2 separate regions of the Triticum aestivum genome follow, and region 1 is linked to region 2. Evidence: chromatin contacts called from public Hi-C data. All regions are on one chromosome and are shown on one strand. The core of a region is the stretch at or near the end of the contact, and the rest is flanking DNA. Distances in the headings are between cores, read along the strand shown. Region 1 holds the start of LOC123043694 (CBL-interacting protein kinase 29). Region 2 has its middle 120 kb from the start of LOC123040631.

Region 1 (2,700 bases), core at 47-2,546, 200 kb before region 2:
CACGAAGATACGGCACCGGTGTATTTAGACTCGAAGATACAACATACATCTGTGTGTCTAGATACATCCAATGTATATAGACAAGTCTAATTCATGAAATTGTTTACGTGTCTAGATATTGTATCCAGATAAATCTAATTCAAGCAAATATGGACAAAGGTAATAGCTTTTTCAGCACTATCATTAGATTTTGTGGTCACTGTGTTTCTTCTTCATACAATCATTTCCTTCCCCCGACCAACCTAATTCGTGAAATTGTTTGTCTTCACTACTCGCGACCGTCGTTGCTACTACGTCGTCTCGCCACCCAGCCCTGACCAAACCGCCATCGTCGCCAGTACTGTCACAGACCCTGACCACCACTCTAAGACTAGGGGGCACGATATCCATTCTTTGGGGCCGATGCCTCGCCCTAAACTCTTAGCCATCGATGCACGGACCTCCCGTCTCCTATCCTTCATCGACGTCATTCCACATTGTCATCACCTCCATCCCCTCCGACTTCGCTGCCGCCCCACGTTGTCGTTATTTGCTTCCTTACTCGAGAGAGAATCACAGTGTCAAAACCTCCACTGTGATGGGCAGAAAATATCTTTTCTCAGATTGATGCACGGCTTCACCCTAGACTCTAATCGTCGATGCACGAACCTTCCTTCTCCTATTCGTCTCGACGCGATTCTGCGGTGTCACCACCTCCGCCTCGGACCCTCGGAACATTCTAGCCTCCCATGCCGTTGCCAACCTGCGGTGTCACCATTCCCACCTTACACATGGAAGAATCTCAAAGAAATCGCGGAGTTAAAATCTAAGACCGTGATCTTCAAAGATCAAAATTCTCATTCATCCTCAAACATGCACCACCACCTCACAAATGAGAACATTCATCAAACCCAAACACAATCATCTCACTACCACTTCAATCCAGCCCTCTTCAAAGCCCTGACTGTATCATCCTCCCCAACCACTAAAACCCGACGGTCCAAAACTCCTCGCCATTCACTCCGAACAGCAACAGCACACGGTAGCTGTCGTTGTACCGTACGTCCAAACCGTACCATGCATGCAACAATAATTTGTTTTAATACAAATAAAATCTCTGAAAATATAAGAGAATCGGAACCATAATTAATGAGCAGCGCGTCGTGTTAAGAGGAAACTTCCCGGCCGCTGCCACAGCGGCAGCAGTTAAACACCACAACACGCGGGCCCCACCGGTCATACTGACCGTGGGCCCGCGGCTCCTCCCCCGCAGCCCCGCATAAATAGCTCCCCCGGTGGCGCCCCAGATCGTCTTCAACTCCAGAACCAGAGCGCAGCAGAATCCATACCAACCTCAACCCCCGAGAGAACTCTCCGGCCGGAGCACGGGAGCGACCGACCGAGCGATCCCCAATCTCTTTTCCGGCCGCCGATCCAGCCGGGGAAAATTACTACCCCACAGTCACGACCGCACACTGCGACGGCGGCGACAGAGCATACCCCGCCGCCACGATGCCGTCCGCCTCCAGCGCCGTCCCATCCGCCGTGGCGCCGGCAGACGAATCCCAATCCCTCGCCGCCCCGAAGGTCCTGCTCGGGAGGTACGAGCTGGGCGGGCTCCTCGGCCGCGGCGCCTCCGCCAAGGTGTACCGGGCCAGGGACCTCCTCACGGGCAGGGACGTGGCCATCAAGTCCTTCCCCAACCCGCGGTCCGGCGCGCGCGACGGCGAGGGCTCCGCCGGGTCCGCCGCCATTGAGCGGGAGGCGGCCATCCTCGCCCGCCTGCGCCACCGCCACGTGGTGAGATTGCACGAGATACTGGGGACGCGCAAGAAGGTCCACTTCGTCCTCGATCTCGCCGCCGGCGGGGAGCTGTTCTCGCTCGTCGACTCCGACGGCCGCATGACGGAGGACCTCGCGCGGCATTACTTCCGCCAGCTCGTGTCCGCCGTCCGGTACTGCCACTCCCGCGGCGTGTACCACCGCGACATCAAGCCGGAGAACCTCTTGCTCGACGGCGACGGCGACCTCAAGGTCGCCGACTTCGGGCTCGGCGCCGTCGCGGACGAGAGCCTCCACCACACCCTCTGCGGCACCCCGGCCTACGTTGCGCCGGAGATCCTCTCGAAGCAGGGGTACCACCCGGCCAAGGTCGACATCTGGTCCTGCGGCGTGGTGCTCTTCGTCCTCGCCGCCGGCTACCTCCCCTTCAACGACGCCAGCCTCATCAACATGTACCGCAAGATCTACGCCGGCCGGTTCCGGTGCCCGAACTGGTTCTCGCCGGCGCTCCGCCACCTGCTACGCCGCATCCTCGACCCCAACCCGGGCACGCGCATCGACACGGACGGCATCATGGAGCACCCCTGGTTCCGCCACGGCGCGAGCGGCGACGGCGAGCTGGAGAAGCTGATGCGCGGGCACGAGGAGGAGGCGTGGTTCGAGACGGAGTTCAAGGAGGACATGGCGCGGGACATGACCGCGTTCGACATCCTGGCCTTCTCGCCCGGCTCGGACCTCTCCGGGCTGTTCGGCGCCGGGCCGGGCACGGAGCGGGTGTTCGTCGGCGAGCCCGCCGCGGCCGTGCTGGCCCGGGTCGAGGACGCCGGGAAAAAGCAGGGGCACCGCGTGAGGAGGGAAGGAAAGAGCGGCGCCGGGCCGGTGTACCTGGAGGCTGAGGCCGGCGACATTGTCGCCAAGGTGACCGTGTTCCGGATCGCC
Region 2 (2,700 bases), core at 175-2,674:
AGCCGTTCACTCTTACGCATTGTTGGTCTATGATCAACAATTGCTCTAAGTTTAAGGACCAATACCGTGAACTCCAAAGGAAGAGAGGCCTGAAGACGACCAAGTTCGCCGGAGGTGGAGATGGCGAGGCGTTGAAGAGGCCGAGGGGCAAGACCAACTCCAAGGTTGACGACATTCGTGATGCCTCATCCATGGCATTGCATGACACTTTGCATGGTATGATGTCGCAAAAGGATATGAGGGACGAGAAGAAGCGGCAAAGCAAGGATGAGCAAATGAAGCAATACCTAGAGCTTCAAACGAAGAAGCTTGAGATGGAGGAGGCGGCCAAGAGAAGGAAGATCGACATGAAGGAGGCGGCCCGGCAGAGGCAGCTCGACATCGAGGAGGCGACCCGGCAAAGGCAGCTCGACATCGAGGCCGACAACATCAAGTCCAGGTAAAGGCAGCTCGACATCGAGGCCACCAATGCCGCCACCAAAGCGAAAGAGGTGGCCCTGGCGATCATGAGCGTGGACTTGTCGAAGATGAGCGAGAAGACGAGGGCCTGGTTCGAGGCCAGGCAGAAGGAGATGCTCGACGCCGACGGCCTGAACTAGGTCGTCCGATCGGCCGTGGCAGTTCTTTTTTGGAGGCTGGCATGGTTGCCGCCCGCCCCGCTGGGTCGCTGGCCGTGTGCCGGCGAGAAAAACATTCATTTTGAAGGCCGGCTGTGTTGCCGGTCGCTGGCTGTGTTGCCGGCGAGGACAACCATACATTTTGGAGGCTGGCTGAGTTGCCGGCCGCTGGCTGATGCCGGCGATGGACGTGTAGGCCGCTGGCTTTGTTGGTGGCGTGCGTGATGAACTGGGGCCGTAGAGCTTGCCATTTGAAACGTTCCTGTTTTTTTTAAATAGATGCCGACATGATGGGGTAAAGGATGCGGCCGCGCGCTAGACGCACGGCCACCGCATTCCAAGACAGGCCCGGACACGACCACATTCCCTGCCTAAACGGACAGAATCCAGACAAAACGGACGTCCGTTTGGGGTCGCGCGGTGAAGTTGGCCTGATGGACCATGATAGGACGCGTGGTGGGTGATAGCATAGTGGAGCCCCCCTGTCTTTGTTTGTTTATTCCATAGGCGCTGCTCACGACTACATTCCGAGGCACATGCCAGCGCCATCTGCTCTCGTCTATCGACCGCGGGGGACGTGGGTATGGTCCAAACCCTGGCCCAAGCTGAAAAAAAGAAGAGTGATTGGCTCAGATTCGACACTGGTCCGCGTCGCCGGACGGAGACAGTTACCGTTAGCGTCCACGCGCCATGCCGCCGGGATAAGGATGAGGTTCATCGGCTCGGTGCCGTGCAGGCTGCTGGCCCATGCCGCGACCGCGATCGATCGGCCAGCCGGCCGCGGATTAGCTCAAGTACGCCGCTGTATTGTTCCGGTGGATCTCATCTCACCCACGCGACGGGGCGATGCGACGAGCTGACCCCGACACGGTCGATGGCACGGTTCCGTGTGAGAAACGAGAAGGATTGAGTTGAAGACACCGGCTAAGTTCTCAACCACAAACACCGGAGAAGTACATGCAGGTGTGCAGGACGCTCTATCTGTGACGCATCCGTCCGAAAACATCTGTCCCAATCAACAGCCCTAATAAATTGTTAAAGCAACGGCGAGCAGACTGACGAGACACACGGAATCATCCGTGCCGTGCATCACGACCGAGCAGGAATGCGACCTGTGTTCTTGATGCAAAAACTAGAGATAATCATTCAGAAAGAAGGGACGAAAACACTCCAAACTTGTGGCCACCGATCATCATCAATCAAACTAGGTTATTATGATCAGTAGTACTACAAGAGTTGTCCATGCCAACATAATTCGTGTGTGGGGGGTGTCCCTCTTTTGCAGTGCAGCACCCCTATCATTGCACTGCTGCTCTATAGCCATGGGTCCTTATCATCAGTATATATGACACCTCACCTCACATAATTGGCGCAAAATATTACTAGTATTAATTATGCATTATGGGAAAACAATTGCCAATTATTGCCTGGTGCATCCACGCATAGGTGAGACGAGACGGTGGGCCGAGAAGCAGGTTCAGTGGTCCAGTGATGCTGCTGACAAACTTTTGGATCCATGCACTGCACTCCAGGGGCCTTGTTTTAGCCTGTATGGAAGTAACATATGGCCATGTGATGTTACTCATCAGCGACCGTTGGGCGTTGGCAATGATCGGTTATCTTTTATCCAAGAAAAGGGTCCGAATACAAATCTTCAGTCTAAAATATTGGTTATCAACTCAGTTCTATAAACTCACAAATTTGTCCGTGCATGACTTGGTGTTTATAATACGAGTGGCCAGCGAGAAGGCGTCATGCACTGTGACCCAATCAAATACTGAAATGTGCACAGCTTGAGTAGCTTCAATAAAAGACTGGCGTCCTTCCTCTGTTAGTTTAACAAGCAGCTCACCAGCCAATTTCCCAAAAAGAAAAGGTGTATCATGCTCATTAACAAGGAAAGTCAATACCCAAATCATTTTACTATTTTATTTAACATTCTCGGCTCCTAGTTCTAATTTGAGGGTTGTTTAAAAATGTGTGGAAAGTGTGCCATGACACCGGCCGAAGCTCCCCATAATGTGGTATGCACACACACTGTTAGATCAGACGTCTCCGTCTTGCCAAAAAACATATAAGCTGC

The links. Hi-C and Micro-C count contacts between places; a contact is called where the count stands out from the background.
Region 1: a contact with region 2 is called in a Hi-C map of leaf, with 2.5 times the contacts expected there. The contact joins the promoter of LOC123043694 here to the enhancer-like site in region 2. A contact is called at or near these places in 2 of 5 Hi-C or Micro-C datasets (both in leaf) and 1 of 1 datasets of contacts at active chromatin or transcription factors (leaf).

What each region holds. Positions count from the first base shown.
Region 1 is chr2B:100,091,680-100,094,379 of IWGSC CS RefSeq v2.1, reverse strand. LOC123043694 (CBL-interacting protein kinase 29) reads left to right here and starts at 1,296. Exons shown (of 1, transcript XM_044466225.1): 1 at 1,296-2,700. The coding sequence starts at 1,492.
Region 2 is chr2B:99,888,750-99,891,449 of IWGSC CS RefSeq v2.1, reverse strand. No RefSeq gene overlaps it. Among protein-coding and RNA genes, the nearest start is that of LOC123040631, 120 kb to the right of the region's middle. Within about 2 kb of position 1,424, at least 5 of the 8 cell types and tissues checked have an H3K27ac peak or open chromatin away from gene starts, as enhancers often do. A contact at or near this core is called in leaf, where this site is marked.